5 separate regions of the Mus musculus genome follow, and regions 1, 2, 3 and 4 are each linked to region 5. Evidence: chromatin contacts called from public promoter capture Hi-C data. All regions are on one chromosome and are shown on one strand. The core of a region is the stretch at or near the end of the contact, and the rest is flanking DNA. Distances in the headings are between cores, read along the strand shown. Region 1 holds the start of Guk1 (guanylate kinase 1). Region 2 holds the start of 2310033P09Rik (RIKEN cDNA 2310033P09 gene). Region 3 holds the start of Akap10 (A kinase (PRKA) anchor protein 10). Region 4 holds the start of H2bu2 (H2B.U histone 2). Region 5 holds the start of Tmem11 (transmembrane protein 11).

Region 1 (5,102 bases), core at 669-3,168, 1.7 Mb before region 5:
GGAAGGAGAAGAACTACTAGTCCTCCAAGACAAACAGCGCTAGGCAGACATGAGTGACACACCCGAGCCCTGAGCCCCCAGGACTTAGGCACCTCTTCCAACAGCAGCAGCCAGAGCAGCCAAAGCATTTTCAATCTTATTCCTCTGAGCCAGATGGACCTACCACGGCCTCCCAACAAAGAGGTGGAGGAGCAGCAGCCAACCACGGACAGCCTGCTGCACCTTCCTGGTGCTGCCCATCTTCGTTTGTGTCTCTTCCCAGCAAGGACAAAAAGGAACGGGCTGATTCCTTGGCCAGGAATCATGAGGTAGAGGGAACATAAAGGAAAAAGGGCTCAGAACCCAACGAGGATAAAGGGGAAAGACCCTAGGACACTGCACAGTTTGTCATCTGCTCGATCGTGCAGAAGGGACACCAAGGCTTTACAGGGTCAGGGAAGACTGAACGGTGGAGGAGGATGGGGGACAGGGTAGAGCAAAGGAAACTGAGGCCCAGGACGTGTAGGCAGGGAATGGGTAGGGCAGGGCAGGGAAGACTAGGGACCAGCAGAAGCAGAATCAAGAAAGATAGGGACCGGGGCTGGAGAGATGGCTCAGTGGTTAAGAGCACTGACTGCTCTTCCAGAGGTCCAGAGTTCAAATCCCAACAACCACATGGTGGCTCACAACCATCTGTAATGGGATCTGATGCCCTCTTCTGGTGTGTCTGAAGAAAGAGACAGTGTACTTATAGATAATAAATAAATCTTGAAAGAAAGAAAGAAAGAAAGAAAGAAAGAAAGAAAGAAAGAAAGAAAGAAAGAAAGAAAGAAAGAAAGAAAGAAAGAAAGAAAGGAAGGAAGGAAGACAGACACCATCACATGCAATCAGGGAGGATGGGGACAGGACAGGATGGGACAGGGAAGATTAAGTCCCAACCAGAAGAGTCAGGGATACAAGAAGCCTTGCTCATATGGCTGCCTCCCAAGAGCTCAACCCTACTCTAACTTTCCTTCTTTGTCGCCTGGGCTCTTTCCTCTCACATCCCCTTCTGCCTTTTCTTTTCCAATTACATCATGTTTCCTGGATATTTTGTGTTTGTCAAGACAGACGAGAAAGGGAAACAACTTTAGTAGTCGCTTTCATAACTAGCCTATGACCTCCTGCAAGGTGAACTGAAGGAGCACCCACAGAAACAAACTGCATTCTTCTTTCTCTCCTTGGAGCCTATCAAAGGCTGACCAGTCATTTACTTGCTTTCTCCCTCTCTCCTCAGATACCGCGGAGCTAATGTCACCTGCTCCACCTCCAGGCACCACCAGAACGAACCCCGCCCACTTCCACGTTGGATAAAACGATGCCTGAGAATAATAAGCCCAAAGGCAGATTAATATTTTTTTCTAAAACAAAACAAATCGGGACAAGCCAAATCCTAATAGTCTGCAGGGCCTGCACCATCTGCAGGCACTGAAGTCCAACGCCCGCAATGGCTCAGGAGTAAAGCCATGTGCTTGAGCCTACCCAGGACGCCGGCTGGGTAGGGAACAGAGGAAGAGCGCAGACTAGGCTCATGCTGCACCGATCTGCTGGTGGCTGGGACTCCGCGTGCCCATCCCTGTCGTTCTGGGGTCCCGAGAAACACGTTCACCCGGCATCCCCACAAGATGGAGACGGCACGCAAGGGAAATATGCTGCCACAAGTCCCACTCCGAAGACAACCAGCCACCAGCGCACTCACCGTCCGCGGGGACCCGACCCAGGGCGGCCACCGCCAGCCCGACCAGCGGGCGCCGCAGCATCAGGGACCGCCCGCAGGACTACGTCACAGCGGCGCGCCGGCCCACCGGAACACACCGGAGGGCGGCATGGCTACGCACACCGAGTACGCAAAGCACCAGCGCCGGCCACGTCCCACCTTTGCCCGCTGACATTACGTCTCCCTCGCCGGCCCCACCTACACCACATTAAATCCCGCCTTGTCACGGCCCCCAAGCGACAGCCACACCTCAGCCCAACGGGGGGGGGGGGGGCCGCGATGATGCACAGGCGCACTGCGCGGTTCTCCCCGACGACCACGCCCACTTCTCTTCGTTGTTTCTTCTCCAAACTCCGCCCTTTTCCGTACCCTCCTTTCTTTCCCTAGGCTCAAACCCTACCAATTTACAAAGACCCTGAGAGGAACACATCAGAAGTCAGCTTCGAATCCGTTTAGTTACATTTTCGGGTTAGCCGGTTAACTGTTAAATCATTTCAAGAGGCGGCTAGCACGTGCTATTTATTCTTCCAGAGGACCCAGATTCAGTTCCCAGCACTCAGGTTGGGCAGGCGCATCACCTGCACTCATGTACTCTTACCCAAACACATAGACACATACACCTAATTTTAAGTCTTTTAGTTTTTTAGATAGGGTCTTACTATGTAGTCTTGACTGTCTGGAAACTCCCAGAGAGCCATCTACCTCTACCTCCCAAATGCCGGTAATAAAAAGATGTATACCAAGGGAAGCAGAGGCAGATGGATCTTTGAGTTCAAGGCCAGCCTTGTCTACAGTGCAAGTTCCAGGACAGCCAGGGTACACAGAAAAACCCCATCTCAAACAAAAGTATGTACTATTGTGGCTCCCCAAAGTATTTTTTAAATAAGTTACTTCAAGAAACTGGAAGGCAGGGGCTGGTGAGATGGTTCAGTGGGTAAGAGCACCGGACTGCTCTTCCGAAGGTCAGGAGTTCAAATCCCAGCAACCACATGGTGGCTCACAACCATCCGTATCGAGATCTGACTCCCTCTTCTGGAGTGTCTGAGGACAGCTACAGTGTACTTACAATAAATAAATAAATAAATAAATAAATAAATAAATAAATAAATAAATAAATAAATAAACAAACAAACAAATAAATCTTAAACAAAAAAGAAAAAAGAAAGAAAGAAACGGGAAGGCAAAGATCTCAGAGAATGCTGAAGTTGTCTTTAATTCAGGAGATAAAAGAAAAATAAGCCCAATGTGGTGGCACACACCTTTAATGTCAGCACTTGGAAGTAGAGGTAGGCCGACCTTTAGAACATTCAGGACAGGTTCCATTTACATAGTTAGCTCTAGGCCAATCAAGGTTACATAGGGAGACCCTGTCTTAAATAAAACAAACTTATTAAAGAATTGCAGTAAAGTGGGCAGCACAGTTGAGTTAAGTATCAGTTCTTTCCAAAAGCTTTTTTTGGAGAGAAGTCCTGAGCTTCGAGGTGATCTAGAGGGGCAGTGAAGGAAGTGCACATGAGATTCCTTGGAAAATGTACTGACTTTATAAGAAATATCTTTGCCTAATTTTACTCTTAAAAATATTACACAGGGGGCTGGAGAGATGGCTTAGGGGTTAAGAGCGCCGAGTGCTCTTCCGAAGGTCCTGAGTTCAAATCCCAGCAACTACATGGTGGCTCACAACCATCTGTAATGAGATGATGCCCTCTTCTGGTGCCTCTGAGGAAGCAAGGAAGGGAGGGGAGGGGAGGGAGGGAGGAAGGAGGGAAGGGGAGGGAGGGAGGGAAGGGGAGGGAGGGAATATTCTCTAGGAGGGTGGAATGGATCTGGTCTTGTCCCACCACTATAAGGCTGTGTTGAGACTGTGCCCTGCAGTCTATGGAAGGCTGAACGGAATGGCTAAGACTGCAGAAGTGGTTGTGAAGAGCAGAGCACTCAGGTTCTTTGTTTTTAATTTAATTGGCTTCTCTTAGGCTGAAAGGCAAGAAGAATTTGAAAAGATTTGGAGAGAGAGGGAAAACTCAAGACTGGGCAGGGAAAGAACAGAGTGAGCAGAGGTAAAAGCGCCAAGCGCTGTAGGTCGGGACAATGGTGACCAAGGCTCAACAGCACTTCCCATCGTGTGACTGCTTGCTGCGGGTGGCCCGTCCTCCAGCATGACTTATCACAAGCAGCATGACTCTTTGCCAATGTCCTTTCCAGGTCTCAGGTCCCAAAGACACTCAGGACAAATGGCTGTGGTGCCTGTTAGCATACAGAATGCATGCTAACCACAGGCTGTCTCAGCATGCCAAGTACCTGGTACAGACTCCCTGGCTGGCATCCTGGCTCCCTCTGCTCATCTCACCCCAGCCCCCTACCCTAAACCTCTCTTTCACTTCCCTTCCCCCAGTGTCTCTTTCCTATAAAGACTTTCCATCCTGCCATGCTCTCTTGGTTCTCTGATCTTGTCTCTTGGTCTTCTCTCTTGTCCCCCCCTCCTCTTCCCTCCTCCCTCCTATATAACTGTATTTGGGGGGAGGTTGTTTTGTTTGTTTTTGTTTTTGTTTGAGACAGGGTTTCTCTGTGTAGCCCTGGCTGTCCTGGAACTCACTTTGTAGACCAGGCTGGCCTCGAACTCAGAAACCCACCTGCCTCTGCCTCCCAAATGCTGGGATTAAAGGCGTGCACCACCACTGCCCGGCTATAACTGTACTTTTGGCAATTTTATTGGGTTCGTTTTCCTACCACCCTTCTCTACCCTTCTCTACCCCAACACTAGGTGGGAGATGATTAGGGACTTCGAGTTCCTTGGGGCAAGTCATAATATCTCCAAGCAGCAGGAGCAGCCACCACCATGGCCCCTCTCAGGGCTCTGGCATTTTTTTATACCCTCTCTAGAGTTCCCAAAATTTCAAATATCAACTATCTTCAGCTGGCAAAATCCCGCTCCTGCCAGAGGAAGAGACAAGTCATAGTCAGCTGCTGTGGACAATCTGAAGCAGCCCCATGTCGCACACCTGGGGTTAAAACAAAAGCATATTCACATAGCATTTTTGTGTTTTTAAAGAAATGAAAAATTCCACTACACTCCTCTCATGGCCTGGTTCAGTCTCCTGGTCATGTCTAATCTACTTCTTCCTCTCCCTGCTCTGAACTCTTCCAGATGCCCCTGACTGTGCTCTCCCGCATATCTACAGTAAAATCCTCCTCAACCATATCTTGGAGCTGCATCCATCATGTCTTCATTTTCATTTACCAGGAAGCTGTGAAATTTACACTCTGCCCTGGGAATTTCCTTCTAAACTCTAATAAATTGTCCTTGAGCTTCTGAGTCATCCCTTGTCTTTGAGCTTCTGTTTGTGTCATTTCTTAACTTTTTAAGAATTAT
Region 2 (5,002 bases), core at 1,968-4,467, 1.7 Mb before region 5:
GAGTATTTGCCTAGTAGGCACAAAGCCTTTAGTTTCAGGACCACATAAAACTGCACATTGTGTGCCGGGCAGTGGTGGCGCACACCTGTAATCCCAGCACTCGGGAGGCAGAGGCAGGCAGATTTCTGAGTTCGAGGCCAGCCTGGTCTACAGAGTGAGTTCCAGGACAGCCAGGGCTACACAGAGAAACCCTGACTCGAAAAAAACAAAAACAAAAAAACCAAGAAACAACAAACCCCTGCACATTGTGGCACACATCCATAATCCTAGCATCTGGAGGCTGAGGGTGACTGCTGTGAGGTCAAGGCTTTCTTGGCCTAAATAAGACTCAGTCTTAAGCAAGCATACCCTGAGTTAAGGGGAGAAGAACAGAAAAACATTTCCCTTCAAAACGAAACAGAAGGATAGAAGGATAAAGAGACGGGTAAAGAGGTACAGGTGTCTTTCTCTGTCATTCTCTGACTCCCCAATGGTGTGTACATAACCGCTCTCTCTCCCCATGCAGATGCCCCTAGACCTGGATGCCCTGTCTCCAGAAGAGCGCAGGGCCCGGTTCCGAAAACGGGAGGCTCAGCTCCAGCAGAAGAGGGAAGAAGAGCCAGAGGTAGTGGACAGTTTTGACACTGAACGATATAAACAGTTTTGGACCAAGACCAAGAAATAAGTCTGTCAGGGAGTTCCACCAGGGACATTTTGTAAGGATGGAGGGCATCTATCTATTTACCATACGTTCTTGAAACCATAACCACCTGTCATTGTCTTCTTTTGCGTGGAAGCCCAGTCCTGGAACTCATCATTTCTGAGAAGTATGTGCCAAGTCAAAGCCAGATTAAAAGCTTTGCTTTAGGGCCCATTTAGGTCAGACTTTTGGGGTTGACTCTTTGTTTGGGTTTTGATTTTTTGAGACATGGTCTCACCCTGGTCAGTCTAGAACTCAATATGTAAACCAGGCCTGACCTCCTGAGAGCTGGGATTAAAGGTATCTGCCATCATACACAGCTTCAGACCTCTGGGTTTTAAACACTGCTATAAAGCTGGTTGAGAAGTATTTGGACAGTGGACAGGAAGTACCAGCAACTAACAGCTCTACTTGCCTACTATTAGAAACCCCCAAGGTAAACTCCTGGATCACATACACCCTGCACTCATCCTTCTCACCTCCACCCTTAATAGGGCCTTTCCTAAAAGACAACCGGGGGAGAAACACTTCCCTGCCCTTGGGAACCCAGGAGTGTGGCCAGGCAGTGTGTCTTGAACCCCTGGTGTACTCCATTCTGCAGAATAAGTGACTATGTAAACCAAATCTATGAGTAGCTGCCTGAACCTTTGTACTCCTGATGTTGGTATAAAATCCCACTGGCTTCCTCCAGACGAAGGAGCACACAGAATAGCTAACCTCAAAAGCAGGCCTGGGATTATCCAACCCTTCATCGTGTTACTCCATTACTTGACATTCTGGGTGTCACTAGAATAGGTGATTATACAAGGATGCACAGGCCTTAGAACCGTTCTAGACATTTGTCCCGTGACCTCCCAGACCCATAGTCCACCTCCTCCTTAGCGTCACCTAGTATGCATTCTGTGATCTGACCATGCAGCTCGACCTTCCGTGTCCTAAGCATACCTGGCCTGGTTAAAGGTGAAGGCCCAGAAGCTGCTCCCTGGCTTTCTGGAGACCTTTCCTAGGAGACGGCTAGTATGCTCTTCTTTTGCTGTGGCCCACATGACTGACCGATGCTCCCTTATTGTTGCAGATTTTGTTGTTTACTGGAAAAAAACATTTCTAATTGTGTGCCTCAGCCTTAGTACACACCTTTAATCCCAATGAAGGTAAACTTAGTTAGAAAGAAGCACCCATGTTTGAAAGTGATTTCCAGTGACTCAGGGAGATTTGACAGAATAGGATATGCCTATCTCTCATGAGAACAGAGAGGAAAGAAGTGACTTAGGGGAAAGAATAGGAGAGGGCAGTTTACTGGGACCATTGTACAGAGACAGGTTGCAGAGAAAGAACAAACTAGCCAGGTGAAGACAGAACGAGCCAGAAAATGAGCCAGAGATTAGAACATAATACCAAAGGTCGTATGAGGCCAAGCAGAGCAATTCGGGGGAAGCTGGAAGAAGCCAATTTGAATCATTCAGTGTGGAGGAGTCTGAGCCAGAATAGCTGAGTTGACCACCCAGCTAGATAGAGTTCAGAAGAGCATTAAAGGGTGAGCTTATTCAGCAATAGGTCTCAGAGGTTGAAAACATTCTAGGCCAAGATAAGATTGTATGGAGGCTAGAAGCTTCCAGGACAAGGCCTGGGTTAGCAGACAGAGGCGGTAAGCTTCAGAAATGACAATTACATCAGGCAAATAAAGGATACGTTTCCACTTTATTGTGCAGCTCCCCTTGGGACCATCCATTCATCCCGAGTATGATCTTGTTCTGAGGAATCTGTCCCAACTGTGTCCTCTAAAGCCAGGCCATGACCTCAGGGCTCATACCAAGAGCCTCACAAGCTGTGGCAGGTACTCAACGTGTTCAGGATGAAGACATAAAAATGAGGCTGTCTTGGTCTATTTGGGATGCTAGAGAGTTCCAGGATGGGTATTTTTTCAGACTAGGGATGAAACCCAAGACCATCATGTTAAGCAAGTGATCTGTCATTAAGATGTAGCTCAGTTTCTGTTCATTTTGAGGCGCAGCCTCAGTAAATTGCCCAGTAAAGCTTCACCTGCAGAGAACACAGATCGCTCTGGTTTAGGGATGCTTTGGCTTTCATGTCACATACGCATATTCTGTCACCCAGAGCATGGAAGAGTGAATCCATGTTTCTTTGGTGACTTTATCTGTCCCTCTGTTCCGTGAAGGTTTGCCATTATTTAACTTAGTTTCAACAGTGACCCGGGACCTTTGGAGTTAGCATTCTTGGCTTTCCAGAAAGCAAGGGGCCGGCCCCTCCTGGTGTCACTAAGGTTTTGTAGTGTCCCCTTCCACCGAGATTCCTTCACACGAGAGTTATCAGGTGGGATAGCACAGCCGCCTTTTTGAGGAGCTATTGCGCAGGCGCACGTGGCACTAGGATGAAGGATGCGCCAGAGAAGCCCTGAACGCCCTTTAGAAAGAGGATCTTGATTGATAAGGCCCTCGGATACGCAGTGCGCAGGCGCACGGGCACGTTAGCGAGAGCGCAGGCGCGCGCGGGGGCGCGAGAGTGACGTCACGGCGTGCGTCCGGAGTGCTGCGGGAAGTCCGACTAGAGACCGCGGGTACTGAAGGCTGTGCAGTGGCTCCAGCGCCATGTTCGGCTCCAATCGCGGTGGCGTGCGTGGCGGACAAGACCAGTTCAATTGGGAGGACGTGAAGACTGACAAGCAGAGGGAGAACTACTTGGGCAACTCGCTGATGGCGCCAGTAGGCCGCTGGCAGAAGGGCCGCGACCTCACCTGGTACGCGAAGGACCGCGCGCCGTGTACCGGCCCGAGCCGTGAGGAAGAGCTGGCAGCCGTGCGCGAGGCGGAGCGTGAGGCGCTGCTGGCCGCACTGTAAGTGCCTGGTCTGCGGGGCGACCGCAAGCCCCGAGGGCGGGATCTGGGTGGCCCTGGGGCGGGGCTGGATGTGGGCGGGGCACAGGAAAGAAGGGGACCGAGGGGCCAGACCCTTGATGAGCATTCCTGACCTTTGCTCGCAGTGGTTACAAGAACGTGAGGAAACAGCCCACCGGCCTGAGCAAGGAGGTGAGTCTGAGATATGGGTTCGAGGTCCGCGGGGTGGTTGGGGGGGGGTGGGGGGGTCCGTCTGTCTCGGCCTAGAACCTCCTATCTTACCCTGCTTTCGCAGGACTTCGTGGAGATCTGCAAACGGGAAGGAGGAGACCCCGAGGAGAAGGGCGTGGACCGGCTCCTGGGCTTGGGCAGCGCCAGGTTAGGCTAGTTGGGGAGTCCAGGGTAGGCCTGGGCGGTGATTGAGAACTGTCCTCAAATGCTCTGTCCCCTGCAGTGGCTCCGCGGGCCGTGTGGCGCTATCCCGAGAAGACAAAGAGGCTGCCAAACTTGGGCTGTCAGTGTTCACGGTAAACCCTGTCAAGCCCAATGCACAGGATCCTGGGGTTTAGAGGTGTCTGAGATGTGGGGCAGGATTCCCTGGGTGTTCCTCACCACGGCTACTCATGTCATACAGCACCACCGTGTGGACAGCGAAGGCCCAAGCACTGCCCCAACTGCTCCCAGGAAGAAGCCTCGCGCTGAGGACAAGGTCGAACCGGAGTAAGTTGAGTCTGCCTCCCTGTGCATAAAGGGGCAGACTGCCTTAGCTCTCTTAGTTTGACTGAAGTAGGCGGACCTCCATCTCTGGGCTGGAGTCTCAGTAGCTGCCATAGGTGACCCAGCAGGGTGACGCTCAGGACCATGATACTGGCCAGTTTGGTGGGAGGTGCTTGTGGGGTGGGCGGCACACAACTTTCTTTAATCCCAGCATTTGGTAGACAGCAGGCTGATCTCTCAGAGTTCTCACAAGCTGGTACGTGTGTCTGGTTACTTCTACTTTTGTGTCATCTCAACTTTGTACCTAGGTAAAATAGTGAGTTCCAAGCTAGACAAGGCTGCATAATGAGAACTTGTCTCCAAGGAGAGAGGAGGCTCACCAGGTTGGCAGCATTCCAGCACTCATCTTTGTGGCCATGGAGCCTAATAAGCTCATTTATAAATATGAACTCCCGACATGTAGATATTATCAGTGCACAATGGATCCTGTTCTAGTCTGCCTTTCCCTGCTGGGTGAGACTACCCCACAGTCGAGTAGACACGAGTCCTTCAAGCTCGGATCCTTTGTATTGTTTCTTGCAGTGCAGAGAGCCATAAGAAAAGCAAGAAAGAAAAGAAGAAAAAGAAGAAGAAACACAAGAAACACAAAAAGAAGAAAGACAAAGAACATAAGAGGGAGGCTGACAGCTGCTCCTCATCTCCCTCTCCTCCCCGGTAGGCTAGGCCCAACTCTACCTGGGACACTAAGGAAATGG
Region 3 (5,300 bases), core at 674-3,173, 1.1 Mb after region 5:
TGCTGAGCATCTGGCTCTAGAATAAACTTTCTAAGCAAATAATCAGATCACCCTTTATTGTAAGGTCACCTCTCTTCAAAAGCTTTACAATATATTCTCTCTGCATTTGGAATAAAACTCTCGATAATGTGGTGTCTGCCTATCTGCTTCTCTATGCCTCAGCCACAGTGGCCACCTTGCCTTTCCTAAAGGGCACCAGCTCTTTATTCCTGGTACCTCCAGTGTCTTTCCTGACCTCTCTAAAGTTACATTCTACTACTGATCCTCTAGTTTTACGTTTCAAGGTTACATACTGAATTCTTCTAACATCCAACCAAAATAGGTTTTTCTTCATAAATTAGTCTTTCATTACACATCATTCAATTTGTAAGTATATACACACTTTTTTTTTTGGCCTTATTTATTGCCTGCCTTCAGCATCAATGAGTTTCATAGGTACAGAGACTACGTCCATATAACTATTTCATGACACCCTAAGACAGTGTCTGGCAGACTGGACACTCGACAGTGTGTGTTAAATGAACAGACAGAAGTCTGTTGTTCAACTTGAATTAGTCCCATACTTAGAATGCATTCCCCCCCTTAAAAAACAAGCACCACAACACTGTCAACCTAGGTACATTAACAACTCCAGAGATATTAAGACACTTTACTGATAAAGCTTCCTATTATTTACCAGTTTCATTCATTCCCTCACCTAGCATCAACAGACAGCCTCAGTCCTATGAGGCCTTTAGGAATCATCTGATTCTCAGCTGGAAAAAAAGTGGGTTAACCGGCTGTTTCGGGTTACAGAGTTTATGAAAAAGCTATCACGTGAATACAAGTCTGATTTGGTGTTATGTTTAAAAAAAAAAAAGTCTGTCTGATACATCTTCTCAGTAAGAATGAAGAGATACAACCACCTCCACCTAAAGAGATTTGATTGATCAATTTGTGTATGTATATTTAATGAAATACCATAACCCTTTCCAGGATCAAAATCACCTTGCCTCTACTTTAAAAACTAAGTAAGCTTTTACAACTGGACATCCGAAATCTAAGTAGTTCGTTTATAGTAGCAGCAACGGTCTCAATAATTAGTAAAGTTGCTCAATCATCAAAAGCAGTAGTCTTCTGAATACGGAACTTCAGTAGTAAGAAATTTTATTTTAGGAATAACAGTGGGCCCCCTTCCGCTCTCCACCCCCGCCCCCAAAAGAGGAAACTAGAAAATAGCGCTAGTTGAAGAAATAACAGTTGCACGTGGTTTTAGGTATAACCCCCCCCCCCCAATATTCGGAAAAGTCAAGACTTCCTATAAGTAAAGGGATTTCCTTGATCTTCATCCACAGTGCGCGCGTGGATCACACACACATACAAACCTCCAGAAACCAAACACACCAGGAAAACCTTTTCTTTAGCCAACAGGTGTTAATTTCTATGGGTTTAAGCAGACACTTTTGGCCCAAAGCGACAATGCCCCTCGACCTCGCTTGAGGAGGCCACCTTCTTCCCTGCGGAGTCCCGGGCAGCACACTGCACCGCGGGTGTCGGCGCCGAGGCCGAGCGGCTCATCGAGAGCCTCGCGGCCGCCCTGACAAAACCCTTGCAGGTTTGCTGCCCCACCGCTGCCCGAGACCCGGCTCACCCCCCGCCGGCGACCCCTCGGCTACCTTTCCGCCGGAAGAAGGACATGGCGGGGCCCGGGTCGGGGCGGAGGGCGCGGGGGGAGTGTCGCGGGGAGGGCCCGGCTCCCCTCATTCAGCAGCTGGCCGGGACTTCCGGGGCCGCAGGAGCCGCTGCACTAGTCCGAAAACAGCCCCTTCTTCCGGGTGTGGGCGCTGCCGCCACCTCGGGATGCCCCGGCAGCTGCTGCCGCCATGTTATCAACAAGCCACCCGCTTAGAGTTCCGGTCCGTCCGCGCGCGGGGCTTCACGGGAGGCCCCGGCCCCGCCTCCTCCTGCGCACCTCCTCCCGCGGGGCCGGGGCGCGCGCCCGCTCAGCCCACGTGACCTGGCGTCCTCGAGTCCGCGAGCCCTTCCCCCTGGAGGCTTCGGATGACAGCGTCTCTTTGCTGAACCTCCTCCTCTTCGGGAAGCCCCCGCCAGCACTGCTGCGCAGCCTTTTCGCGGAATCTTGCTAAATGCCGCAGGCTGCTTGGCAGCTTTACCCTGCCAGGTCCCCGGGGGATGCAGGCGAGCCTGCAGGACGAGGAGCTGCTCTTATGTAGCTCCCGAAGCTCCCTCCCTCAAAGTGACCTCAGGAAGGAAGGAGAAAAAGAGTGGTAGGCTCATTTTCAGATGAAATCCCTACAGATGCTCAAAACAGAAAGAGCCAGCAACCTGAGCCTCAACAGAGGGCTATTTCTTCCGTTCTTATTCGAAAGCCACCTTCCTATAAATCTTCTGGCTTTCTTAAAGCTTACCCACCTTTAGCGCCCTGGATGGATGGCCACTATAGCTACAACTACTGTCAAAAGCGAACCAGGAACTCGTGATGCACACAGTTGCTGATTTTTATGTTGGATCAGCAAAGTCTACCTGAGACAGAAGGAAAAACAAGTGCAGAAGCGGCAACTTGCCTGATTATTCGGTGTGTTAAAACAGGAACTAAGTAAAGCCTGGAGTCTTAACCATATTATTAGAGCAGGTTAATAAGTTTGCTAGTTTTGTTTCCAAGCCTGTTTGCTAAATGATGAAAAACCATCATAGCTAAACTTATTTATAACATCGTGCACAGATACCATACTAAACCCTCCAGGTTAGTAACAGTCTTTAAACTTGCTCTTGGTATGGAGGAAACTAGGCCAGCTTTCAAGGTCACGCTGGGCAGGAACTGAAAAGGAGAGCAGGGCTGTGGTTGCCCCATGTGAGGTAATGGTGTGGAGGTCTGAGATGATTTGGAAATGAATATTACACTCTGGGCATACCCCTCCCCTATTCCCACCCACTGCCCACCCTTGAAAACCTTTCCTTGCCTAAGAATATTAAGGCAAGCCAGGGGAGGTGCTCTGGTGGTGAAAGCCTTTAACACACTTGGAAGGCAGAAAGAAGCCAGTGGATCACTGAGTCCCAGGTCAGCTTGATTTACTTAGGGAATTTTAGGCCAAGGTGAGACTGTGTCTCAAACAGATAAAAACAAAACAAGGCGTTGAACGATGGCTTAGCAATTAGGAGCACAGACAACACTTGCAAAGGATCCACAGTTAGAGTATCTACTCTGTTCTTAGGCAGAATGGGTGGTGTGTCTTACATTATTCCTTTGCCTTTCCCTTCTGGAGTTCCAGTCTTGGCAGAGACTGTTTTGTATTTGTTAACTATTGGTTAGCTGATCAGGGCAGGAGGAACACCAGACGAATGAGTGAGAAAAATCCCTTAAATGAGCAAAAAGTCAATGGGGTTGAGGGGAGGGCTCTGGCTCCATTAGGATTTCTAGAATCCTTACTCATTCTCTCAGGCTAAATAAACATAAATCAGTGTTGAGGAAGTGTTTTTCAACTCAATTTCCAATGAGGTTTATTCTTTGAGCCCCCCCTACCAGAGATTCTGGAGTTGCTTTTATTCTCTGTGAGAAATAGATTGTTACAGTCCATTTACAGATAAGAAGAAAGCAATAGGCCCCCTAGCTGGTGGCTGGTGCAGGCTTGTCACAGAACTCTAAAAAAGTTACAGGTAGTCTGCTACCCTATTGCTCATGGTCAGAAAAGGAGGAGGGGTGCTATCTCAAGCCCCAAACTATTCATTAGATAAGGTTTTGTGTCCTAAAACAATAACATGGGAAATTTGGGAAAGGGGCAAGTTCTAGCCAATGGAGACAAGAATAGAATTAGAGGGAACTTAAAACCCCTCCAGATTGGGGGGACCTTAAAAATCACTGCCTTGTACCAAAGCATTGCACCAGAAATTTTTGACTTTTCTTTTTGCTGGCATCCCTTTCTGCAGAATTGTATATTTAAAAACTGCTTCGTTTTGTTAGTTCCTTGAATAAGTTTTATTATTTCCACTATCTCTCAGACAGCTAGACATAGCAGTCAGCTAATCGAAATCATTATTTACTAAGAACTTGTGATGTACTCTCTATGTTCCTAGCACTTTACAATTAAGACTTTTCATAATCCTTCACACATACACCTCACCACCACCCCACAAGAGATCCTGCCACCATCATGTCTTGTTTATAGAGGATGGTTTGGGTTTCTTTGTAATGACCTAGGATCTCAATGGTAATACAAGATAGAGAAAGGAAGGAAGGAAGAAGGGTTGTTGGTGAAGCTGTGACTCCCACTTCAGGAAGTCTTACTGTAGTTATAACCACTCCAGACAACTTGTACCTGCTTTGGAAGACCCCAATCTGGGCAAGATATGCTCAGAACTGTAGAACTCAAAAGAAGTAGGTGAGGACACCTGATGCCCTGTTCTGGCCTCTGCATGCACACACACACACACACACACACACACACACACACACACACACTCACACACACTCACACACACACACACACACACACACACACAGAGAAGCATGTTTACCCCTAACATAGAGGTCCAGTTGTAGGTGATCAAACAAATCAGTTAAAAATAAAGTTAAAGCTCAAAGGTTGGATAAGTCCCAAGATATTTCTGTCAGCCCTTGCCCTGCTGTGTCACATGACAACAACAATTATGCACTCTTGCTTCTGAACACACAAAACACGATGCACTTAGGAATCTGAGGGAGTACTTTCCCACATAGAACTCCACCAATAAATGATGCTTGAAACCCCTCAGATCAGAGTTAAGACTACTGGATATTATGAATTGCAGTGTTATTTACTGTACTTATCAAGTTTCCTGATGCTATAGAAATACAATGTCTTCACTGTGGAAAACAAAGTGTTCAATATTTCCTACCATCATGCCACAGCATGGAAATATCAAAGTAGTGTATCTTTGGATTGTGTTGTGTTAGAACATCTGATTTTCAAATTTTCTGTTTGATTTTCTTATATATATATATATATATATATATATATATATATATATATATATGCCGTTAACAGAGAGATTCTCAAAAACTCAGAAATGGCCCCAAACATGCATAGTTTGTTGTACTATGCCTTTAGGCAAAGCGGCAGTGTAACAATTACAAAATCAAAATATTCAATTCTGACAGACATTGATGATGCTTTTTGTCTTACAGTATTAAATATTTAGCCAAGATTTAATTCTTTGTGTAAAAACAAAAAAGCATACCCGTCTTGTATGTGTGCCAATTTGCTTTCATTTTAAATAAATGGTAAAATTCTACTTCTGTCAAATAATTGTTTTCAAATAGATTT
Region 4 (5,480 bases), core at 1,334-3,833, 1.9 Mb before region 5:
CTTGGAGTGAGGGAGTGAGACAGGGTTTTGTCCACTTTGAACACAGTGTGGACACACAATAACACACTGCCGAGGTGGGTGGAAAGTGACTTTGATGTCCATGTCACTTCAAGGGACACCTCATGCAGTTGTACTTATTATCAAGTTTTGTATTATTTTCACTTGTTAAATAGCCTTTAAAACATCATTTAATGAGCCAGGTGAGGTTAGCTGCTATCTCAACCACTGGAGAAGGAAGCAAGACTATGGATCAGATATGCAAGGCTGGATGAGCTACCAGAGGCCCTGCCCTTTTTCTTGGTTTTGTTTCTTTTGGTTTGTTTGTTTTTTTGTTTTTTGTTTTTTGTTTTTTGTTTTGGTTTTTTGAGACAGGTTTATTGGTGTAGCACCAGCTGTCCTGGAACTTGCTCTGTAGACCAGGCTGGTCTCAAACTCAGATCGACCTGCATCTGCCTCCTAAGTGCTGGGATTAAATACATGTGCCAGCACTGCCCAGTCAAGACTTTAAAGGTATTAGAATCAAACTCCATTGTAAAAGTGAGACCCAGTTGATTCTACTGTATATCTTTCATGGTTGAGCTTCGTCTCTTTATATATATATTTTTTTTTTTATGAAGCTGAATGCTCACTTTCGCTTGCAAGCATGATTGTTGCTTGGGGAGACTACAACAGTGGGGTTTCTGGCATAGCTTAGAGAACCTTGGTATATTTTTCCAGATTTCCTCAGCGTTTTTTCAGTGTAGGGCAGTGTTTTTGCGTGCACTAGGCTGCTCAGGCCACTACGATTTTAGTAGGTGAGACATTTACCATTGTTTTAATGAGCATCTCTTTTATGTCAGTTTGATAGTAGTGTTATTTTTTCAAATTTCCCTTTCCTATTCATATTCTTAAACAATTTGTAAATTTTCTCTAATTTATAGATATTTCTAACATTAACCTTTTGGCTCTCAGTAGTTGCAAATTTTAGCCCAAGGTTTCTTTACATTAAGTGTATAGGAGGGTTAGCGCACACACACATACACACACCCTTAATTTTTTTTTCCCCTAAGTGATTTTTCTCTGTTTGTTTGCTTGCTTGTTCTTGTTCGTGTTTTTCAAGACAGGGTCTCTCTGTGTACCCCTGGATGTCCTGGAACTCCTTCTGTAGACCAGGCTGGCCTCAAACTCTGAGACCTGCCTGCATCTGCACCCCCCAGGCCTCCACCCCCGTGTTGGGATTAAAGGTGTGGGCCACCATTGCCAGGCTCTACATCTTGTTTTGTTTTGTTTTGTTTTGTTTTGTTTTGTTTTGTTTTGTTTTGTTTTGTTTTGTTTTGTTTTGTTTTTACAGTGCTGCTTTGAAAGCATTTTCTCTTGCTGATAACCAGGAGTATGTTGTTGACAAATGAATTCATGATTCTGAGCATTGAGACATCCCAGGCACCAGCAGCCAGCTGAATAGGCTTCCAGGTTTGTTCTTTCACCAGGCATTGGTTGTGCATCTGCCAAGTGCCAAATTATCTTTCACCCCGCAGACACCTGAGCGACAGCCACATCTCTATGTGAGAGATTATAATTCTCTCTGTATTTCGGTGAGAGATAAAAAAAATGCATGTCGACGTGAATAGAGCTCATAGAAATTACGCACAAGTATGCACAGGGCACCTTGCCAGCCTCTTTACTTACATGAACTCACAGTATCTAAAAGGCATTACATCATCACATGAAGAAATGGAGATGCAAAGGACGTAGATTGCCTATCCCAGATATAGCAGCTAACTGACCTTCAGACCAGGATTTGTCAATCAGTAATATTCAGATCCTCACTCAGCGTATATTAAGGTAGGACATTAACAGTTTGCTTTTATAAAGCCAGCTCTCCAAGAGATGCTGAAATGTGAGCCATGAGAATATATAGCATTTTTTATTTTCTCTCAGTACCGTGCGGGGGCAGGGCAGGGCGGAGGGATGGTGTGCGTGAGCGCGCGCGCGCGAGAAATAGAGCGCTTCGTAACCTCCCTAACCTGCAGCGTCCTGTAATTATGGTACCCTTGCTTCAGCTCCAGACGTGATGGGCGTCCCAAGTATCATACCTTTCTCCAAATGAAAGTCTACCCAGTCACACACTTCCAGTAAAACAACCTTAGTTTGCTTTCAGATTTCCCAATTAACTGTTGGAATTTGGTCATGAATCCTCATAGAAATGATGGAGACTGACTAGAAACAAATGGAAGTCAGAAGCTGTCATTTCCTCCTCTAAGCAGGCAACAAGCTTCTCCCTCATTAGCTGAGGGTGAGAAAGAAATGGCTGGCGATTTAGCTCAACAAGGATCAGACCCAGCCGCAACGTTCCTTCACAGCCCGATGCACAGCCGGGGAAGACGCTAAATCGTACCCGTTGAAACAAAGGGTTCAGACAAAGATAAGACACCTGAGCTTGCTCTGCCAATACACTTTCGGATTGGTTGGGATACTGTCCAATAGGAAAGAAGAAGCGGGGTAACCTAGTTACAACATTTTATATTTGTCCAATCAGATAAGAGTACTTTGGAGCCTTCATTTAAATATAAAGATGACAAATAACCCTGCCTTCACCGTTTGCTTGTTCGTCTGGGTGCAGCCAGTGCAGCAGGATGCCGGAGCCTTCCCGCTCCACTCCCGCCCCGAAGAAAGGCTCCAAGAAAGCCATCACCAAGGCTCAGAAAAAGGATGGCAAGAAACGCAAACGGGGCCGCAAGGAGAGCTACTCCATCTACGTGTACAAGGTGCTGAAGCAGGTGCATCCGGACACCGGCATCTCGTCCAAGGCCATGGGCATCATGAACTCGTTCGTCAATGACATCTTCGAGCGCATCGCCAGCGAGGCCTCCCGCCTGGCGCATTACAACAAGCGCTCGACCATCACGTCCCGCGAGGTGCAGACGGCCGTGCGCCTGCTGCTGCCCGGGGAGCTGGCCAAGCATGCCGTGTCCGAGGGCACCAAGGCAGTCACCAAATACACCAGCTCCAAGTGAGGCGCGGCGAGAGCGCCCCCAACCCAAAGGCTCTTTTCAGAGCCACCTTCCAAGCTCAAAAAAGGAGCGTGCTACCTGAATAAGATTGTCATTCACTTGATGAACATTGGGATGGGCCGGGGGGGAGGGGGGTGTTGTACTGGACCTTGGGATCCTGAGATAATACCTCTTGTTCATAATGGTATTAATAAATTTGGTTCAATTTTGGCCACAGAGAGCGTAGTTTAATAGATGGCTCCTGGGGAAATTTGGTATGGATTGCGCGGTGGGAGGGAGGGTGGGAGGGAGGCTGTGTCAGCAACAAGATTTCTCTCCATTCCCCTCCCCCTGCAGAGTGCTGTGTGAGGCTCAGAGTGCTGCGCTCAGCGCTGATGCTGTTGGAGCCATCTTGCTCTATCCCCTTGCCAGAATTAAAATCTTCTGGCCAGAAACAGTTTAAGCAGGTTTTCTACTGTATTCTGCTCAAAATGCCTAACAGTGGGCTGCACAGCTCCTGTTCTCCAACCTGATCTAATTAAGCAACAATCCCGCCGGTGAAGATTCTGGTATTTTATCCGTAGAAGTATTTAAACAATGAAAGGTCTTTTTGTTTCATCTCAATGTATGCGTATGTATGAGAGTATCTGTCATATAAATGTGTGAATATATTAACAGAGCTCTAGTAAATGGTGAAACATCCTTTAAAATTAATTAGACCCCTTAAAATAACAAAAGGCTACGTACGTTGTATTCAGTGTAGGTTGCATTAAATGAATGAGGCTTGCAAGAATAGTACAAACTATTCGTCCTCTAAAAATCAAAGATCAGTGGTTCTTCACTGCATGTCGGAGAAGCCCATCTTCCATGAACTATTTGCCCCGGGTTCCGATTACACAGTGGTTTCACTGGTGAACAATGGCGGTCTTCCTCCTCACACCACCTCCAGCGACAGCCACTCACTTGTCAACATTTAACCTCTTACTGTCTCATACACGAAAGGCGAGTCTTTCTATTGGTAATTTCTTCTTAAAGAGACAGTTTTTTCCACTCGCTCAAAATTCTTGGTTGGTTCCCTAATAATTAGTAAATTGGTCTTGAACATGTAGTTGAGCCTGGGGAATAACCAGTTCATTGTTTCAGACTGAATGCCTGCAAATCCCTCATCCCCTACCTCCCCCAACCTAACACTTAAGTTTTTCAGGCCCAGAGAACGAGCCATGTACATTGCCCTGATTCTTATGATTGTAGATTCCCAATATCTGTTGTACGCTCCTGACATTCTCCAGTTGTTCAGTTTCACCTGACCATTGCTTTTTTTTCTCTTATAACATGAAGCCAGAGACATTGATTTTGTATACAGTTGCTCTCAGTTTTCTATATTATAAAATCTCAACAGCAGAGACAAATTTCTACATTTCTTCATCTACTCCTTAAAATTCACATTCTACAAAAGGACAGATCATCCCCCATTCTGAGCTGTGGCTGCCAAAATAACACACCTGAGCAGTTTATTCAGAACTTCCAGCTTTTGTTAAAAAAAAGAAAAAAAAGAAAAAATCCATTGCATTACTGACAACTATAAATGCGTTGCTAGAGAATTAATTAAATTGTGTGCTAGATTTGCTCATTGCTTTTTTTCCTCCCCTTGGTACTAAATGATGTTTAGGCTCATCTTTTGTCTGGAGGGAAAGGTTCTATTTTACTGAAACCCAGTACAGTATAACTGTAATGTACCGGGTCTCGATGAAGCAACTGTAAATACTCCTTTAAAACTGGATACTTAGGCCTGGAGAAATGGCTCTGGGGTTAAGAATATGTATTGCTATTGTAAAGGACCTTGGTTCAGTTCCTGGCATCCATCTGATGGCTTTACAAGCATCAGTTACACTGGTTCCAAGGGATCTGACTCCTTCCTAAGAGCACCTCTTCTAACTTCTGCACAAATTCGGTGCACATAAACACAGGAAAAACCACTCATAGCTAAAATTAAAAAAAAAAAAAAGAATAGTTGGCACCAGGGGCTGGCCATGCAGCTCTGTATGTAATACCAAAAGCCCCAGAGGCCTTGACTGTCACTTGGCATCAGCGCAGAGAATCACATTCCATCGTTTTGAGTGCAAATCCCGTTTGTTTTATTTGGTGACAGGGTCTCATTATGAAGCTCTGGATAGCCTGGAACCTGATATGCACACTACACTGTCCTTGAGCACACAAAGATCCACCTGTCTCTTTTCCCAACTGCTGCCGTTACAGGACTATGCCATGTCTGGCTTTCAAATCCTCTATTTTTGAGACCATTAAAAATACTAACAGTGGTGGTGTGTGCCTTTTATAACAGCACCCAGGAGGCAGAGAAGGGAGAACTCTGAACGCCACACCAGTCTGGGCTACAGAGTGCAGTCGAGACAGAGACAGGCAGAGACAGAGAGACACAGAAAGAGACAGAGACAGAATGTGAAAGACCTGTTGACAGGCCTCGCTTCTGATGGTGGATCAGAGTTCACGTTT
Region 5 (5,772 bases), core at 685-3,184:
CACAGTGAGTTCTGTCTGCATTGGACTTAAACTCCCTTAAAGGCTGCTGCAGCACAACCAGCAAGGCCTGGACTAAACTATGGGCGGTTGGTTGACAAACTGCTTTTAATTAATATCTGTTTCAAGACAAAGGAAAAATTCTCCATTTTCTTAGGTAGGCTAGCAAGACTCCTGTCTCACACTTGAGGCATGCATGTTTGGCCCTTTCAGTCTGTGTCCAAGAACAAGAGTATGGCAGGGTGCAGTAGCCCAAACCTTTATTCCCAGTGCTTGGGAGGCAGAGGTAGGCGGGCCTCTGTGAGGTCAAGGCCAGCCTGGTCTATAGAGTGAGTTTCAGAACAGCCAGAGAGAGCTACACAGTAACTCTAATGACTCTACACACGTGGCTCTAAAAACAAGCAAACAGAAATATTAGGAAAGTTCTTCCCTTCTGTTGGGCTGAAATTAAAATCCTGAAAGCATCCTTAGGGATTTAAGGACTCGGAAAACAAGATAACCTCTCTGGCTGTTCTTATCTAAGAAATAAGTGGGAGTTAGGGAAAAAACAAACAAACAAACAAACAAACAAACACTCCTCGCCACTGCTTTTCCATGTCACAGTAAACGCAGAACGGATTATTTAGCATAACCGAACTCAGGAGTAAAACTGGCTACCACTTCTGCCAAGCAGGAAGACTAGTGTGGGATGGAAAAGCTGTCGTATGCAATAGCAAGAAACATGGGATGCGTCAGTCAAAAAGGAACAACGCAGATTAGTTGAGACACAACTTTTATGGTTGACAGTACTCATTGGAAACGGAGGGGAAAAAGTCAAACTTTGCTTTTTTTTTTTTTCTTTTCCTTTTTCTGACATCCACAGTAAAATGCGGAGGACTTAGCAAGACCGACTGGGCAGGTTAATCCAGTAGCGCCACCGATATACACCCACCTCCCCAAACTTCTTATCGTTGAACAGCTTCTAGTAACCTATTAGCTAAAAATAATTCCCAGAAGGAAAAGGCTACAAGTTCAACCCGAAACACGTCAACTACTCTTGTCATCCGGAAATCACTGGAAGAAACAAAACCCCTAGCGCCCCCAAACGCATTCAGTAGGAAAGGTCACTACAAAGGACTTAGGGCAGAAGTGCTCGAAGAGAACCCTCAAAAAGTGGCGACGATTGCTCGCTCACAAGGCGGCCAGGCTCAGGCTCTTGGAGGCGCGCCCGGCACGCTGCCGCTCTCAGCAAACGCCCCTATAAAGCACACGGCGCCGCGAGCCTCTACCCTCCTCCTCTCCCCGGAGCCCATCCACGCCACACCGGGCGCCCAGGCCGAGCGGGCCACGTGCGCGAGCCAGCGGCCCGGAGCCCACAGGACGCTCGGTAGGACAGCGTGGCGGCCCTCGCAGCTACTCACCCTGGCTCACCGCCCACCCGGCTGCGGGTCGCCGCCCCTCCGAGTCGCGCTCCCCTCGCTCCTGGCCGTCGCGCCGCCCCGCTCCTCCCACACCTAAGCCCCCGCGGACTGGGCCCCGCGCGTGGCGGGCACACGATCCGGAGTCGCGCGTGGCACAGAGGCTTCGCCGGCTCTGCGGTCGACCTTCGCCCGCGGTCGCGAGCCCAGCTTACCTCTCTCGGGAGCCGCCGCCGCCCGGACCCAGACGCCTCCTTCCCCACGCGGCCATCTTGGAGACTCTCGGTTCGTCGGGGGCTGGAGCCGACGCGGCTCAGGGCGCGCGGGAGCCGAAGGGAAACGTAGTCCCGTGAGCCGCGCGGACGAGGTGGGAGGTTGCGAGAAGGACTACACTGCCCACAATACCTCACGCCGGAAGCCTGCTGTAAGCTGCCGCGCGCAAGAGGGCGAGGGGGTGGGATCCGCCTTAGGAAAGAGTCTTCAAGTCGCAAAGTGCGAGTCGCTGCGCCCACCGCCTGGACGTCCTTGGGCTCCCAGAACGAGTGGCTGAAGGAGAGCGGAAAGAAAGCGCCTACCACTCCCAGAGCGCTTCGCGCGACGATCCCGCCCTCACAGCCTGAGAGGCCCAACCCTTGGCCTCGGCCCTGTTGCCCTTCACCGTGGCTTCGGCCGCTGGGGGCCTGAGTCCCCCAGTTCTCACACTTTACAATGACTTGAGCAGCTTAACCTTTCTCCTTTCCCATCTGCAGACCAGAACTCGTGCACCTTCAGTCCGAAGGTTACCTCTGCCTCCGCGGCGTCAACTGCCCCCCTCTCCTGACCGGAACTTGCCCGGCTGACAAATCCAGAGATTTTGAAGGTCTGTAGATGTGCTTGCCCTAAAACGCCTTTTCCTCCCAGTCAGGTTTTATGCTTGTCTGGTTTCTATAAAGTTCCTGGTTTTCAAATTGAATATGCAACTCCGCCTCCGATTGCCAAACTCGTAACACATGCAAGTGTGGCAAAAGAATAGGGATGTGTAGAGAGACGTCAAGAATAAGGTATGAGGGGGCTGCGGAGATTGTTCAGTACTTAAGAGCACTAACGGCTCTTTCAGGGGACTGTGGATCAGTTTCTGGCACGTGGTAGCTAACAACAGTCAGCTATTGCAGTAACGTCTGACGCCCTCTTCTGGCCTTACGACCACAGCACACGTGTAGTGCACAAAACACCCAGACACAATCAATCAATCAATCAATGCCAGTTGATAGTGCCTGGGATCCCTTCCTTGCCTGGATTACTCAATAACAAACAGCATGCAAGAGAAAAACTTGGCCTGGAGAAGGCAGGTAATGGCTAAGGACTTCAGGTTATGCATTCTTCCAGATCACTAGCCCATTCCCTACCTGAGTGTCTTTGTAAATTTTTTTTTTTTAAGTAAATTGCCTCTATTGCTAACTATGCATCTCTGATACAATTCTTTGTCCTGAGACACAAGAACCTAGGAACTTATGTAGGTGGTCCCTGTGACTCAGCCAGGAGGTAAAAATCTATGTTTTCTCTCCCATTTCCCCCTTCCTTAACTACACTCTACTACCCAGGAACATCTGTGAGAAAGCTCTCAGCTCTTTAGGAACCTGATAAAAGTGCAGGGGTGACGGGCAGTGGTGGCGCACGCCTTTAATCCCAGCACTTGGGAGGCAGAGGCAGGTGGATTTCTGAGTTCGAGGCCAGCCTGGTCTACAGAGTGAGTTCCAGGACAGCCACGGCTACAGAGAAACCCTGTCTCAAACAAACAAACAAAACAAAACAAAACAAAAAAGGTGCAGGGGCGTGTTCTCTTTCCCATTACCCTATAGCCACTGCCTAGGGGATGTCTGAACCCTTTTCTCAGCCCTACTGCAGTATGAGCAAAAAACAATGTGTACTGACCAGGGACTGCCAAGCCCACATTTAAGCTGGGAAGCAGCTAGCCAGGAGGGTCTGCCTTTACTGGGAGTCCTCAAGGATCTAGTGTTCTGGTGCCAAGTCAGAGACATGGTGGATCCCACCGGGGATCTATGTCCCTGTCTTAGATTTATTTCTTGTTGCTGTGATAAAAATACACAAGCCACTTAAGGGAGAAGAGGATTTATTTGGCCTACACTTCAGGTCATAGTCTGCGGTGGTTTTAATAACGGTCCCCATAGGCGCATATATTTAAATGTTTGATTCCCAATTGTACTGTTTAGGAAGAATGAGGAGGTCTGGCTTTTATTGTTGAAGGTGAGTCACCGGGAATGGGTTTGAGGTTTCAAAAGCCCATGCCAGGCCCTGTTCTTCTTTCTGCCTGGTGATTGTTTCAAAATATAAGCTCTTGGTGACTACTCCAACACCTGCCTGTCTGCAGCCATACTCCCCACCATAATGGTCATGAATTCACCCTCTGAAAGTGCAAACAAGCCTCTAATCAAATGCTTTCTTTTCTGAGTTTAACTGTTCATGGTGTCTGATCACCTCAATAGAAACATAACTGACAGTCATGACATCATGGCAGGGAAGTCAGAGCAGTAGGAATGTGAGAGCGCTGTCACTACATCCACAGTAAAGAGCACAGGTTGGGCTGGAGAGATAGCTCAGCGGTTAAGAGCATTGACCGCTCTTCCAGAGGTCCTAAGTTCAATTCCCAGCAACTACATGGTGGCTCACAACCATCTGTAAAGGGATCTGATGCCCTCTTCTGGTGTGTCTGGAAACAGCTACAGTGTATTCATATAAATAAAACAAATCTTTTAAAAAAGAGCGAGAGTGCAGGATGTATTAATGTGTGCTCATACCCAGTTCTTTCTCTTTCTCTGCTTGTGTATAGTTCAGGGTCTCTTGCCTCCCATAGTGGGTAGGTTTGTGTAAAGTTGGCAACACAAAACAACCTTATCACTTATAAATTTGACAAACACTGCTTTAAGCCATAACCGTAAACTTTCACTCCTCCTTCTCCAAATCTCAGGCTTATCTCATAATATAAAAAAACAATTCAACTTTTAAAATCCCAACAAAGTCCAAAGTCAATCCCAGTACTTGGGAGGTAGAGGCAGGCAGGCATATCTCTGACTTTGAGGCTAGCCTGTTTTACAGAATGAGTTCCAGGACAGCCAAGGCTACACAGAGAAACCCTGTCTTGAAAAACCACAAAATAAAAGTCCAAAGTCTTAACAGTGAGCTATAATAATAATAGAAATCATATACTGATAGAGAATAAACATTTCCCTTTCAAAATGGAAAGATCGGTGCATATTAAGGACCAAAACAAAACAAAAATTCAGCAGTGCAAACACCAAGTCCCCAAGCTCTATCTATACTATCTGGGGCTAAGCACACCTTTAATCTCAGCACTTGGGAGGCAGAGGCAGGCGGTTCTGAGTTTGAGGCCAGCCTGGTCTACAGAGTGAGTTCCAGGACAGCCAGGGCTATACAGAGAAACCCTGTCTCGGGAAAAAAAAAAATCGGCTATGGTCGGAAAAGCTTGGGCATATCCATTTTCAAGCCCTGCTAGCTCACATAGCTTAACTTTTGGGCTAGCTCCACTCCACACCTGTGGCCATTCTTGTTAGATAACCCATGATTCTGGCATCTCCAAAGTCCTAGGGTATCTACTACAGTTTAGGTTTCACCTTCACAGCCTCACACAGTGGCCACTCAGGAACTCTGACCCTGCCACACAGTTCTGGCTTTGGTGGCCCTCCATGACTTTCTCAATCTTGCATCTTTGCCATCAAAACCAGTACTACATAGATAGTATGTCAAGCTATGCTGCCAGCTTGAGGTGTATATAATATATATCTCCATAGCCTAGCTCTCTTGGATCACAGCAATATCAGCTTCTATGTGCTGACCCTGAAGAAACACTTTTCTATTGTCACCGTGCAGAGTGCCAGGCTTCTCTTTAGCAACTCCATTCGGTCTCTGTAACAGTTATGGCTGCTTTGTTGTCTGCACTCTTCTCTGAAACTTTAAGCTTGCCTACATACTTTTCCTCTGTCAAAGAAATTAGTCCATTATCTCTAAATTGAGCATCACTCAAATTCTTGGGACATGGCAGAATGAAACAAACCACAAGCTTGGTCAACATACCACAAGAATGGCCCCTGGCATAGGTCCTGACACAGCCCTTGATCCCCTGTGAAATCGCATGAGCCAGGCTTCCTCCTCTGTGTCTCCCTCAATGTTACTATCTTCCCAGCGCCCACCAGAATGACCTTTAACCTCTGTGTACAGTTTTCAATGGATTTTCTTTTTGTTTGGGTTCTTTTGTGGTTTTTTTTTTTCTTTCCATTTTTTATTAGGTATTTAGCTCATTTACATTTCCAATGCTATACCAAAAGTCCCCCATACCCACCCACCCCCACTCCCCTACCCGCCC

Evidence for each region. Promoter capture Hi-C pulls out the DNA fragments that hold promoters and counts their contacts. Capture Hi-C pulls out chosen DNA fragments and counts their contacts.
Region 1: a contact with region 5 is called in a promoter capture Hi-C map of liver, with 4 times the contacts expected there. The contact joins the promoter of Guk1 here to the promoter of Tmem11 in region 5. A contact is called at or near these places in 2 of 39 promoter capture datasets (liver and pre-B cells).
Region 2: a contact with region 5 is called in a promoter capture Hi-C map of liver, with 2.5 times the contacts expected there. The contact joins the promoter of 2310033P09Rik here to the promoter of Tmem11 in region 5. A contact is called at or near these places in 2 of 39 promoter capture datasets (cranial neural crest and pre-B cells), 1 of 484 Hi-C or Micro-C datasets (B cells), 1 of 115 datasets of contacts at active chromatin or transcription factors (thymic regulatory T cells) and 1 of 9 other capture datasets (liver).
Region 3: a contact with region 5 is called in a promoter capture Hi-C map of liver, with 3 times the contacts expected there. The contact joins the promoter of Akap10 here to the promoter of Tmem11 in region 5. A contact is called at or near these places in 3 of 39 promoter capture datasets (the C10 cell line, liver and pre-B cells), 1 of 484 Hi-C or Micro-C datasets (CD4 T cells) and 1 of 115 datasets of contacts at active chromatin or transcription factors (astrocytes).
Region 4: a promoter capture Hi-C map of adipose tissue shows a contact between it and region 5, with 3 times the contacts expected there. The contact joins the promoter of H2bu2 here to the promoter of Tmem11 in region 5. A contact is called at or near these places in 1 of 39 promoter capture datasets (pre-B cells) and 1 of 9 other capture datasets (adipose tissue).

What each region holds. Positions count from the first base shown.
Region 1 is chr11:59,190,034-59,195,135 of GRCm38.p6, forward strand. Guk1 (guanylate kinase 1) reads right to left here and starts at 1,919. Exons shown (of 8, transcript NM_008193.3): 1 at 1,718-1,919. The coding sequence starts at 1,778.
Region 2 is chr11:59,205,144-59,210,145 of GRCm38.p6, forward strand. It overlaps 2310033P09Rik (RIKEN cDNA 2310033P09 gene), which reads left to right and starts at 3,218. Exons shown (of 7, transcript NM_024210.2): 1 at 3,218-3,530; 2 at 3,677-3,722; 3 at 3,826-3,908; 4 at 3,985-4,057; 5 at 4,165-4,250; 6 at 4,830-4,961. The coding sequence starts at 3,286. Mrpl55 (mitochondrial ribosomal protein L55) reads left to right here. Exons shown (of 4, transcript NM_001302336.2): 4 at 506-995. The coding sequence ends at 664.
Region 3 is chr11:61,928,334-61,933,633 of GRCm38.p6, forward strand. Akap10 (A kinase (PRKA) anchor protein 10) reads right to left here and starts at 1,924. Exons shown (of 15, transcript NM_019921.3): 1 at 1,656-1,924. The coding sequence starts at 1,743.
Region 4 is chr11:58,946,328-58,951,807 of GRCm38.p6, forward strand. It overlaps H2bu2 (H2B.U histone 2), which reads left to right and starts at 2,584. Exons shown (of 1, transcript NM_030082.4): 1 at 2,584-3,045. The coding sequence starts at 2,613. The coding sequence ends at 2,993. It overlaps Gm51864 (a long non-coding RNA gene), which reads right to left and starts at 4,428. Exons shown (of 2, transcript XR_003949558.1): 1 at 3,717-4,428.
Region 5 is chr11:60,877,104-60,882,875 of GRCm38.p6, forward strand. Tmem11 (transmembrane protein 11) reads right to left here and starts at 1,935. Exons shown (of 2, transcript NM_173453.3): 1 at 1,610-1,935. The coding sequence starts at 1,665.